Regions from separate parts of the Mus musculus genome. Here region 2 is linked to region 1. The links are chromatin contacts, called in public promoter capture Hi-C maps. All regions are on one chromosome and are shown on one strand. Each heading gives the region's core, a stretch centred on a gene start, on an enhancer-like site or on the middle of the called end of the contact. The rest is flanking DNA. Distances are from core to core; before and after follow the strand shown.

What was found. Promoter capture Hi-C pulls out the DNA fragments that hold promoters and counts their contacts.
Region 2: a promoter capture Hi-C map of pre-B cells shows a contact between it and region 1. The contact joins the promoter of Tigd2 here to the promoter of Abcg2 in region 1. A contact is called at or near these places in 8 of 39 promoter capture datasets (the 3T3-L1 cell line, cranial neural crest, embryonic stem cells and 3 more), 2 of 484 Hi-C or Micro-C datasets (muscle stem cells and nephron progenitors), 3 of 115 datasets of contacts at active chromatin or transcription factors (embryonic stem cells, large pre-B cells and memory CD8 T cells) and 3 of 9 other capture datasets (adipose tissue, embryonic stem cells and liver).

What each region holds. Positions count from the first base shown.
Region 1 is chr6:58,635,273-58,642,101 of GRCm38.p6, forward strand. It overlaps Abcg2 (ATP binding cassette subfamily G member 2 (Junior blood group)), which reads left to right and starts at 5,274. Exons shown (of 16, transcript NM_001381927.1): 1 at 5,274-5,355.
Region 2 is chr6:59,203,677-59,210,342 of GRCm38.p6, forward strand. It overlaps Tigd2 (tigger transposable element derived 2), which reads left to right and starts at 5,194. Exons shown (of 2, transcript NM_001081145.1): 1 at 5,194-5,505; 2 at 5,663-6,666. The coding sequence starts at 6,474.

The DNA of each region.
Region 1 (6,829 bases), core at 4,024-6,523:
GGCCCATAAAGTTCTTTCTGATGTAGACATCAGGCATCTCCACTCGCTCTGGATCATCAACATGTGAATACTCTCATGATGATATCCTCTGATACAAAGGGTGTGGCTGATGATTTGTATTCTTACCAACCCGGAGACATCCTCTGAAGTACTTGATGGTCTGTAGCCCCTTTTGCAAAGAGCTTGGTCAGTGTTTGATGACATTCATTTGATTTAGGCGGCAGGAATTTTCTTTGCTTTGACAGGGATGAGAGCACCTGCAATAAGAATCTCCTAGTTTATGATCTGAAGACCAGACAAAAGATGAAGAGTATGATATACCTGAGGACATAATAAAACATGGACTAGCTATGATTCTAAGACGCACTGATACACTCCAGAGCCTCTCAGTAAGTGTGATTGTTTCAGGTCAGTAGCCCTCTTTAGAAATAACTTGGCCAGATCTGATAATATTCTTTTGGTGTAGATAACAGGAGTTTCCCTTGCCTAACCTTTGGTCTTTGTTTTCTGAGTTAGGCTCTCTTTCTGAGTGCTAACTCCGAAAACTAACTTTATCCTTTACCCACTCTTAAAATCTTTGACTTATGTTTTACTTTATGTGCTCGAATGTTTTATCTGCAGGTACATATTGTGTACCAGGTGCATGCCTGGTGCGCTAAGAGTTCAGAAGAGGGTGACAGGTCCTCCTGGAGTTATGGATGGCTGTTAGCCACCATGTTGATACTAGGAACCAAACCTAGAACTTCCCCAAGAGCATCAAGTGCTCTTAACCCCTAAGACATCCTTTTCCCACTCTTTCTGTCTCTTATCCCCTGGATCTAGAGGAGATCTTTAGTCTGCTTGTTAACATAGTCATTAGTGTCAGAACCTGGGCCCTGGCATCCCTAACAGGCTAGGACTGGCCAATAAGTAGTGGGGGAAAACAAACAAACAAATAAACAAACAAACAAGGGTGGGAAGCAGAAAAAAAGCAAATTCATTCACTATGTCCACAAAGGAAAGATGAAACAAAAAAACGCAGCAGTTCAGTCCTTGGGGTCCTGACATGAAGTTTAGGTGGAAATGGAAGGGAAAGGGTCAGCAAAACTAAGTAGCCCAGGTCAAATTTCGTCCTGTCAATCAGTGGCCCATCATTTTCTGGGATGCAGACACTTGCAAGGTTTGATAAGGGAGAATGTGTACAGTGTCTGTTCTCCTCTGAGCAGTACCAGGCTTCAGCCTTTGCTTACTCCCAAAATGAGATTTCTGGAGAAATTCCAGTTCTTGGGGACCATTGTTTCAATAGTCTGACAAAACAAAGGAATGGTCACTAGTATCTCTTTAGAGTATCTTCATTCCTGTCAGGATGGCTACATGCTTGTCTTGACATCTGGGAAACACTTACTCTCTCTGATTTCTTCCTTTCCCCCATGCAGAGATAAGCAGCCATCCAGTGGCCTAGCCAGTTTCTTTACTTCTACATCCAAAACACATAACATTTCCACCTTTCTCCTGATAGGTGTAGAGCTCTCCAGCTTGCTTGGCCCGTTCATTTCCTCTAACTCCAATGACATCAACCTGGAGCTCCCTCCTGAGTCCATTTTTAAATTCTTTTATTAACAAGACCAAGACATGAAAAAGGGACCTTTATCCCAGTGACAAAAAATGTACCCAGTCATTGTAGCTGTTGATTTCCTAAGGAGAGAAACTCATGATCAGTACTTTTTTCTTGTAACATGACCCGAGTAGAAGTTAATCATGCATTTATTTTTCTCGATTAAAAATTTAAAATAATTGAAGGGGGAGGTGGAGAGATGACTCAGTATTTAAGAGTGCATACTGTTCTTGAGAAAGACTAGATGGGTTCCCAGCACCCATGGGAAACACAAAGCTCGCTCCAGGGGGATCAGCTACTGGAACTTCTCAGGCACTGGAACAAGTCAGCATAGACTCTCCAGACTCCTGATTACAGAGGCCCACTGGGGATCCCGTTTGGACGAGCCCCCAAATGTTGTGCCATGAGTCCATGGGAAACCCAGATGAGTCTAAGAATTGCAAAGCCCACTGCAACTCCCAAGAGTCTTTTTATTGTTTTGTTGTAGTTTGTCAAAAGACCCTCACTCACAAAGACCACAGAGATCACCATTGTTGCAAAATGCATGAGGATTTTACTTATCCAACATGTTGGGGAACCCCCTCCCAGAATGCAGGCCAGAGGAGAGACCCAGAACAAAGAAAGAACACACTTTTTATACCTTTGTAAGGGCCAGATATAGGTACCAAGGTAGTCTGGCTTATATTAATTGGTGTAGCCAATAACTTTTTAGACATTGGTTGGTTTGTATAAGGTGACTCTCATTTTGTCTATCCTTGTGGTTTTTAGTGTGAGGTGTGGGGCAGGGGAATTGTTAATCTTGATTTTGACCGTTAAAACTATGTTTCTATATTTGCTTAGTCAGCCAGCTTTTTTATTTGACTCTGTACTTGGCCTGCTAGTACACTTCGGAAAGTCCTTTTGAAGGGGGAAGGTACTTGGTAGTCTAGAATTTATTTTAGATATTACAGTTTCAAGTTCAAACCCCGTTCGCCCACCTAGCAGTCACTGCGTGAATGCTGGCAAGCAACCCCAGTCCAGAAAACATTGGGTTTATTATAGAGTATAGTTAGAAATAGTGTAAATATTTACAGAAAATGGGAGTAAAGGGTGGAATAGTACTGAAGCGAAGGGGGGTTAATGCGTGTCTGTTCAAGGACTAATTTTATGGCCAGTTGTAACTGTCTGTGACCTGACTTGAGTTTACCTTTTACTTTTTCCATGGTCTCCCTTAGCTTCTCTAAGGTGTCAAGGACAGGCACCTGGAGAATTATCAGCAGGAGTATTGGGTATTGGTTTCTGGAGACACAGAGGTAGGGAGAATGTCTTGAGCTAGGGGAGGGGGGCGGGGAAGCCCTGGACTGCTGCAGGAACACGCAGCAGGCAGCACAGAAACCAGCGGTCTGAATATTGTGTTGCTGTGGGAAGTGGGGGGGAGGGGTAGGGGAGGATGGGAACCTCTGGGGAGGAAGGCAGAAGCAAACTGTACAACACTGAAGTCTCTAGTATCAGTAATTTGGGGGTTACAACAGGGGCCATTTGCTGCTTTGAATTAAGAATCTGTGGTGCTGGTCATCTGGGTGGGGCTGAAGAAATAGCTACAGTTAACAAGATACCAGAAACACTGAGTCGAACCTTTGCTTTACCAAGACAATTGATGTCCGTTAGTTGGGTTTGAGAAATTAGCTGAAATTGAGACCAGCCCCGTTGAGGTGAGACCTACTGGGAAGTGTTTCAGCACACTGGAATACAGAAGCTATGCTCCAGAGATAGTCAGTTTTCCCCCAGTGCTGGTAGCAGATCCTGGTAGTCACCAGGTGGTATGGTTTCAAGGCATGAAGGGCTCAAGGAAGGAGGCTGTGGCTTGGCACTTGTTGCTTGGCTGGAGTCCTAGAATAGAGCCCAGGAGAAGCCAGGGGTGAAAGTACAGTCCAGTTGTAGCAGAAGCCCCCAATGTTTTGGAAACACCAGTACCATGGAATGACTGTGAAGGACAGCAGCAGCCCTATAGTGTACAGCCTACAAGACAAGCTATGTGTAGGATGGCAGCCCTTTGGACAAGCACAGAGGACTTTCTGTGACATGCATCTCACATGAGTCTCAGAAGCCTGGCACTGAGATTTACACCATTGGACTTTGATTTTGCTCTGATCTGACTGTGACTGTGCCTGATATTTTCTTCTTGGAATAAGAAAGGGTTGAACTTGTTTTGATTTTATAGGAGCACACACACTTGAAGAAACTTTAGATTAAAAAAAAAAAACAACAACGAAAAAAAAAACCAAGAGAATGAATGAACTTTTAAATTGCTTGATTTGTAAAGACTACTTGACTTTTATGTTTTATATTGTCATGTTTATTAAGATCTTGGGAATGTTAAAAAAAGAAAAGTTATTGTTAAATAGTGTTGTGTTGATGTGTCTGGCTCACAAAGGGTCAAGTGCCTGGACTATCTTGTTATTAAACTTGCCACAAGCTAGAGTCATCTGAGAAGAGGGGCTTTCAATTGGAAAAAAGGTGTCCTTAATATCTGGCTATAGGCAAGCCCTTAAGGCATTTTCTTCATTAGTGATGAATGGGGTGGGCCCAGCCCATTGCAGGTGGGAGACTTTCCTGGGCTGGTGGTCCTAGGTTCTATAAAACAAACTAATAAACTTTGCAAGCCATGATACAGCCAGTAAGCAGCACTCCACCATGGCCTCTGCGTCAGATCCTGCCTCCAGATTCTTGCCCTGTTTGAGCTCTTGCCTTCACTGCTTTCAATGATTGACCATGGTGTCAATCATTGAATCTTTTATTAACAAGACCAAGACATGAAAAAGGGACCTTTATCCCAGTGACAAAAAAATGTAGCCAGTCATTGTAGCTGTTGATTTCCTAAGGAGAGAAACTCATGATCAGTACTTTTTTCTTGTAACATGACCCGAGTAGAAGTTGATCATGCATTTATTTTTCTCGATTAAAAATTTAAAATAATTGAAGGGGGAGGTGGAGAGATGTGATGATTGACCATGGTGTGTAAGTGTAAGCAGAACAAACCCTTTTCTCCCCAAGTTGCTTTTGGTCATGGTGTTTCATCAAAGCAATAGAAACCCTAAGACTGTAGCCATAGCTGTGTTTCTCGGGATTACCTGGATTTAGGAGGTTTTACCCTCATGAGATGAATTTGGTGTCTTCCAGTGTCTTTTTTCCCTATGGCATTCTGTACAGCCACCTAAGTGAAGTCCCCAACTTCTAGCATAGGACCCTTCCATTTTGGGCAGCTGCCTGGTAAAGTTCCCAAACAAGTAGGGAATCAGATCATTTTAGGAGCAGCTCTCTTCCTCTCATCAAAAGGCCATCCACCCCATCTCCGTAAATCCCGGGAGAGTCCACACAAAGCCCAGCCTGCCACAGTTATAATAGTAATTTGCCTAAATTGCATCTTGGGTATCTTGTGGGTCCTCCAGGTTCACAGGGTGAAGGTACTCTGAGTATATTTTCTTTCCGAGGCTTCTTATCGCAGGTCAGCGCCTTGCCTCCGCCATGACCCGGGGCTCTCTGCTCTCCGCTCTCCGCCCTCCGTCCAGGAGCCTGTGCAGCACAGGAAGCCCCCCGCCCACATGTGTCCAGCTGCTCCTGGGACCGGCTTCTCCTGCCGGCGAGCTGCGGGGCGGCGCGAGCTGACGTCACGGCGGTCGGGCGCCTGTGCGGGGCGGGCAGACGCTCCTGGCGGGCGAGCGTGTGCAGGTCTGAGTGTGTGCGAGTTCTGGCGCGGCTGCTGCTCCGCCAGGGACCGCGAGGTGAGCGGAGTGCGGGGAAGCTCCGGGAGTGTGCTAGGCGCCGCGGGGGCGAGTGGCGGCCCTGTGGGGCTCGGCGTGGGGGCGAGGGGGACCGCGTGGTGTGGGTTGTGAAAGTGAGGAGGAAACAAGGACTGACAGTTCAGTCATTTCTCCAGAAGCTTGTGCGGTGCGGTGATAGCAGGAGGATAAAGTCCAAACCTGTTTGCTCCAACTGTTTGGAAAGGATAAGACTTCTTGAATGGATAGATTAAACTGCCTGAACGACAGTCAGCCCCACAGTGGAGAAGTTTTCAAGGGGACTGAAGAGCACCTACCCCAACCCCGGGCCTAAAGTTTCTCAATTTTAGGTGTATTGTTACTTTCTGGGTTCCCTTTCTAACCTTTCTGTGGAGAGTTGAATCTTATTTTTATCGTTATGTTTTGCCTTTGACCTTACATTTTGTTCTTTGTCAGTTGCACGCGTGGATGAAATGCATTCTGATTACTCTTTTCCGTTTTTCTACTTTCATTTATTTATTTATCTATTCGTTTATTTATTAATTTTCGACTGAAGGAGTCTTTCTATGACTCCCAGACTGCCTAAGACCTCGAGCTCAAACAATTCTGATGTCTCAGCCATTCCAGCACTGGGACTATTCCAGGGCACTGTCATACCAAGCTATTGAGTTTTAATAATTAACTTTAAAATTTGACCTGCTTATTACAGTAGTTACCAAAATAATACTGAAAAGGTTTCTGTGGAGAGTCGAGTCTTAACTTTTATCGTTACTTTTTTCCTTTGCCTTACAGCCGTTTCCCATTCGCTGGGAAGTCCCTGAGGGAGTTTGAGCTCATAATTCATTTACTTATAAAGAAAACTGAAGTGTTTAGGGATTCATTCAAAGGTGGTAGTATAACAGTTATTTAAAATAGATATGAGTGGATAGGGGTTGACCAAGATTATTTCTCCTGCCCCAGTGATGATTAATCTCAGTGGTATGTGCATTTTCTCAGGAAGGGTGAATGCAGTCTTGGTGAGATCAGAGACACTGTGGAAGCTGGGTTGATGTCTGATTTGTATTGAGCCTGGGGGAAATGGCTAGAAATTAAAGTAACATGTCCTAAATCCTTCAAGTTATCCTGCAGGATAAAGAGTACGTTTTGTGACTTCCCTCTGATGGCATTCCAGGTAGTCATCCTTCAAAGAAAGAGTGAGACTCCCAGAGGGCCTATGACCCTAACTGTCTTTATTCAGGAAACTGGCCTGGCTCATAGCTCATCATGATTATAATGGAGAAAAGAAGGCATAGGAAGTAAGGGACAACTGTTGTTTTAAAAGAAGAAGTAAACATTTCACTTTACATGAATCATTCCATCAGTTTGACTTAAACTCTTCATAGCCCTGGAATAATTACAGGGAGTGGACTTTAGTGTGCAAGGGTGTATTATAGCCACTCTCATGCTCACACTCCAGCTACCAGGTAGACAGTCTAAG
Region 2 (6,666 bases), core at 3,944-6,443, 570 kb after region 1:
TATTAATAGTCTCCCAGCCAAAAAAAGCCCAGGACCAGATGGGTTTAGTGCAGAGTTCTATCAGACCTTCAAAGAAGATCTAACTCCAGTTCTGCACAAACTTTTTCACAAGATAGAAGTAGAAGGTATTCTACCCAACTCATTTTATGAAGCCACTATTACTCTGATACCTAAACCACAGAAAGATCCAACAAAGATAGAGAACTTCAGACCAATTTCTCTTATGAACATCGATGCAAAAATCCTTAATAAAATTCTCGCTAACCGAATCCAAGAACACATTAAAGCAATCATCCATCCTGACCAAGTAGGTTTTATTCCAGGGATGCAGGGATGGTTTAATATACGAAAATCCATCAATGTAATCCATTATATAAACAAACTCAAAGACAAAAACCACATGATCATCTCGTTAGATGCAGAAAAAGCATTTGACAAGATCCAACACCCATTCATGATAAAAGTTCTGGAAAGATCAGGAATTCAAGGCCAATACCTAAACATGATAAAAGCAATCTACAGCAAACCAGTAGCCAACATCAAAGTAAATGGAGAGAAGCTGGAAGCAATCCCACTAAAATCAGGGACTAGACAAGGCTGCCCACTTTCTCCCTACCTTTTCAACATAGTACTTGAAGTATTAGCCAGAGCAATTCGACAACAAAAGGAGATCAAGGGGATACAAATTGGAAAAGAGGAAGTCAAAATATCACTTTTTGCAGATGATATGATAGTATATATAAGTGACCCTAAAAATTCCAACAGAGAACTCCTAAACCTGATAAACAGCTTCGGTGAAGTAGCTGGATATAAAATTAACTCAAACAAGTCAATGGCCTTTCTCTACACAAAGAATAAACAGGCTGAGAAAGAAATTAGGGAAACAACACCCTTCTCAATAGCCACAAATAATATAAAATATCTCAGCGTGACTCTAACGAAGGAAGTGAAAGATCTGTATGATAAAAACTTCAAGTCCCTGAAGAAAGAAATTAAAGAAGATCTCAGAAGATGGAAAGATCTCCCATGCTCATGGATTGGCAGGACCAACATTGTAAAAATGGCTATCTTGCCAAAAGCAATCTACAGATTCAATGCAATCCCCATTAAAATTCCAACTCAATTCTTCAACGAATTAGAAGGAGCAATTTGCAAATTCATCTGGAATAACAAAAAACCGAGGATAGCAAAAACTCTTCTCAAGGATAAAAGAACCTCTGGTGGAATCACCATGCCTGACCTAAAGCTTTACTACAGAGCAATTGTGATAAAAACTGCATGGTACTGGTATAGAGACAGACAAGTGGACCAATGGAATAGAATTGAAGACCCAGAAATGAACCCACACACCTATGGTCACTTGATCTTCGACAAGGGAGCCAAAACCATCCAGTGGAAGAAAGACAGCATTTTCAACAATTGGTGCTGGCACAACTGGTTGTTATCATGTAGAAGAATGGGAATCGATCCATACTTATCTCCTTGTACTAAGGTCAAATCTAAGTGGATCAAGGAACTTCACATAAAACCAGAGACACTGAAACTTATAGAGGAGAAAGTGGGGAAAAGCCTTGAAGATATGGGCACAGGGGAAAAATTCCTGAACAGAACAGCAATGGCTTGTGCTGTAAGATCGAGAATTGACAAATGGGACCTAATGAAACTCCAAAGTTTCTGCAAGGCAAAAGACACTGTCTATAAGACAAAAAGACCACCAACAGATTGGGAAAGGATCTTTACCTATCCTAAATCAGATAGGGGACTAATATCCAACATATATAAAGAACTCAAGAAGGTGGACCTCAGAAAATCAAATAACCCCCTTAAAAAATGGGGCTCAGAACTGAACAAAGAATTCTCACCTGAGGAATACCGAATGGCAGAGAAGCACCTGAAAAAATGTTCAACATCCTTAATCATCAGGGAAATGCAAATCAAAACAACCCTGAGATTCCACCTCACACCAGTCAGAATGGCTAAGATCAAAAATTCAGGTGACAGCAGATGCTGGCGAGGATGTGGAGAAAGAGGAACACTCCTCCATTGTTGGTGGGATTGCAGGCTTGTACAACCACTCTGGAAATCAGTCTGGCGGTTCCTCAGAAAATTGGACATAGTACTACCGGAGGATCCAGCAATACCTCTCCTGGGCATATATCCAGAAGAAGCCCCAACTGGTAAGAAGGACACATGCTCCACTATGTTCATAGCAGCCTTATTTATAATAGCCAGAAACTGGAAAGAACCCAGATGCCCCTCAACAGAGGAATGGATACAGAAAATGTGGTACATCTACACAATGGAGTACTACTCAGCTATTAAAAAGAATGAATTTATGAAATTCCTAGCCAAATGGATGGACCTGGAGAGCATCATCCTGAGTGAGGTAACACAATCACAAAGGAACTCACACAATATGTACTCACTGATAAGTGGATACTAGCCCAAAACCTAGGATACCCACGATATAAGATACAATTTCCTAAACACATGAAACTCAAGAAAAATGAAGACTGAAGTGTGGACACTATGCCCCTCCTTAGAAGTGGGAACAAAACACCCATGGAAGGAGTTACAGAAACAAAGTATGGAGCTGAGATGAAAGGATGGACCATGTAGAGACTGCCATATCCAGGGATCCACCCCATAATCAGCTTCCAAATGCTGACACCATTGCATACACTAGCAAGATTTTACTGAAAGGACCCAGATGTAGCTGTCTCTTGTGAGACTATGCCGGGGCCTAGCAAACACAGAAGTGGATGCTCACAGTCAGCTAATGGATGGATCACAGGGCTCCCAATGGAGGAGCTAGAGAAAGTACCCAAGGAGCTAAAGGGATCTTCAACCCTATAGGTGGAACAACATTATGAACTAACCAGTACCCCTGAGCTCTTGACTCTAGCTGCATATGTATCAAAAGATGGCCTAGTCGGCCATCACTGGAAAGAGAGGCCCATTGGACACGCAGACTTTGTGTGCCCCGGTACAGGGGGACGCCAGGGCCAAAGGGGGGGAGTGGGTGGGTAGGGGAGTGGGGGTGGGTGGGTAAGGGGGACTTTTGGTATAGCATTGGAAATGTAAATGAGCTAAATACCTAATAAAAAATGGAAAAAAAAAAAGAATGGAATAAGAGAACCTATATTTGCTAACTGACAATAATCAAGGGAAATCATAACTACATAGCAAATTGATGCCTTATGTAATCATTATTATTTAATAAATTCTTACCCTGTGGAAAGACAATACATGTCTAAGCTTTTGACATAGCATGCCCATGACAGTTCATGTGTGTGCACATGTGTGTGTGCTGCAGTTGTAACATTCCAGTTTGGCACTACCACTGTCATCTTGAAGAAAGCAGCTGAGGTTCAGACTATGTTATTCGTTCATAGAGAGAAGGAGATGCTCACCAGGCTCATAAGGCACCCACAAAATAGGGCTCTATTAATATTCCCTCATGGAGGGCGTGGGTAGTTCATGTGGTCACAGGTCTTGTAGGGTTCTAGAGGCTTGACAGCCTTTATGATATCGGCATCTGGCTTTTGTTCTTCATGAGGTTACAGAAGGGGTAAACAATTGACTGGGGGTAGATTCTACAAATACTCATCAAACACACTATGGAGAAGGAAATTAGCTTCCAAAAGTGGGATGGGCAAGCAAGGCAGGATTTTTTTTTCATTTTTTCTTCTTTAATACCATAGGCCACAGTGACCCCAGGAGGCTGGAAGAGAGGAAAGCCAGGCAAACTTCCGTTTGGCTAAGAACAGCCTGATTTCTATGAGGTTGGCAGTCTGAAAGCTAGTTCTCCTCTGTTAAGGAATGAACAGGTGCGAGTGTTTTTGCGCACTCCTTAAGAACGAGAAGGGAGAAGGGAAGTTTTTAAAAGCAATATGAATGAAATTGTTCTTTACTAGGAATGGTCATTTGGAACCACTCAGATTGCTTCCTTGTAAGCTTGAAGCGGGTGAGAGTTATGGGAAGTCTACTTTCAGGCAAAACTAGGGCTTGTCCAAAGTCATCCATAGGACAGCAGAGATAGATCAAAGATCAAAGGATTTCCATCCAGCAGGCCAGAGAGTGGAAGGGTGGGACTCTGAGAATAGCAGCACAGAGAAGGCTTGGGAGACAAAAGAGGGCCAGTAATCAACATTCTTTCTCTGCAGAGTGAATGAATGCTTGGTTTGATTTCCCTCTCTCCTGGTGCTAGAATTCTAGAGAAACAAACAAATAAACAACCTCTTCTGAAACAGAATAATCCACATTAGGTTGTAGTTTGTGGAAGAAGGATTTAAAAACAACACCACCTAAAAAACTATTATGCAAGAGAGGGGCTCTACGCTGGGACTGGATACAGGTGGAAGTCTTGAAATTCCCCTTTGACAGCAGGAAGTGGTCCTTATATTCCTGCACCAGCATTAAGGTCATCAGTGCCGACCGTCATGCTGGCTGGCCTCTGGTATCCGGCTCTGTGTTGCCGCAGCCGCAGAAGAGGGCAAAGAGGCTCTGTGCACTCCCTGGGCCTTTTTATTTTTACATTTGATAACTAGATTTAAGAAAAATAACAAGTATCAAGTACAACCTTTAATCTCTTAAATTTCACAGTAGGTATTCCAAATATTTGATTTTTGGCTTTTGGTAATTATATAATTTTTCAAAAAACAAAACAAAACAAAACAAAACACCACAGTGGATTTAAGACTATTCATTTAATAATTTAACTTCATAAAACATCAATACTAAATTGTAACATTGTAAACATGATTAAAATATATCTTAAGCTACTGAAGAAAGAAAAAAGAAAAAAACAACATGATCCTCAAAACAGCACAACTCTCACTTCCTTGGACACAAATATAGGAAAATTACCCAAATGATACTAACAGAACAACCTGTTAGTTAGAAGATAACAGAAGAGAGTCCTTGAGGGAAGATTCCTGGAAGGTTACAGCTGTAAACTCATTAGGGCCTTAAAATATTCCCTGAGTCTTACCAGAAAGAAAACCTTGCTATTATTCCCTTCTCATCTGCAAAGTCCGGCCACCTAGAATCACCCTGCGTCGCCCTCTGCTGGTCTCAGCCGTGAGCCACACGCTGGGTGTCCGGAGGCGGAGCATTGGCCAAGCCCCGCCCCTCCCCCAGAAGCCGCGCCCCCGTCAGCGGGCTCGCCCGCGCATCCCGCCCCTCGCCGACAACACGTTCCTGCGGGGGCGCGCGCGCGCACCTAATCCCCTGCCTTCCGGCTCGGCCGCGCAGCTCCGTTGCGCGCTCGCTCTGCGGTGGCTGGCGGGGTCGACTTCGCTGGGGACTTCCTCTGCTGGCTCTGCGTTCTGGCCGGTCAGGCGGAGCGATGCCCGCACCCTGCTTCCCGGCGTCCCGCGCGCCTGGTGACCAGTCGCTCGCTGTAGGGCTGCGGCCGTGACCCTCTGCCTCCGACTTTCACCCAGCGTCCGGCTCGGAGCTTGCTGGCCGGCGGTCTCGGAGAGGCCCTGGTAGTGTCAGGAGGTAGGCTCTCAGCTCCCGGGTGGTGCCTGCGAGCGTTATTTGTCTATTACCTGTCAGGTTGATAGGTGGCAATGTCCTAGACACAGTTGCAGGGGTAGGTATGAGTTATACGGTGGACTGATACTGAAAGGAAAACGTGTTTGGTATTTTCCTATAGGTTTCAAAGGCTCGAGTACCTCTACCACCCCAGCAGCTACTTCTGTGGTCATGGAGATCTTCTTGCACCAGGATTACTGTATGGTCTTCACCCAGCCTACCACCCCCTAGTTGCAGCCTTGGGTCCTGATTTCCACCAATGAAGTTTTTTATCCTTTCTTGAATCATGTGACATCACTTGTCCGCTGTTTCCCTTTCAGTTGCCATTAGCAATAAGTTCTTTTTGGTTTAAAGTACTGAGTTGTTTGCCTGTCCACTTACATTCTAAGAGGTGAGACAGCTCACCTCTGCTCGCTGTGACTTTCATAGGTACTCATCAAGAGTCCTTGCCTTGAAGAGAGCGTTCACTCACTTGGCTGTCTGACACAGACATCAACAGTCAGGCTGTGAGGCTTCCTGCTCCGTGTTTCTGTCTGTTAAGTGTGCAAGCCCGAGTAAAACTGTTTTCTTGAACGTAGCATAAGAAAAAAAGAAAAAGAAAAAAAGACCCATGGTAATGGCAAAAATTGATCATCATGAGAATGTTTTAGAAACCTCGGTAGGACAATATTGATTCAACTTAGAGCTTTCAGTAAGGCTGCAATTTAATGAAAAGAGCAAGGAGGAAGAAGAGAAACAAGGGTTATCTGGAGCTATTCGTTGTCATAGGAACAGGTTAAGTTCTAAAATGCAAAGGGAAAAACTCGGACTTTCGTTGAAAATTGTTATAACATCCAAGTCTTAGGGAACAGCTGAGGACTCTTAAGCCTCCATTTTCTGGTCTCTTTGTGTTCAAATCTAAGTTGTTAATTGTCTAAAATAATTAGACTAAAATGTTGGGGAAACGTAAACGTGTGGTCCTGACAATTAAAGACAAACTTGACATTATTAAGAAGCTTGAAGAAGGCAACTCCTTCAAAAAACTTTCTGTCCTGTATGGAATTGGTGAATCCACAGTTCGTGACATTAAAAAAAACAAAGAGAGAATTATAAACTATGCCAACAGTTCAGACCCAACTAGTGGGG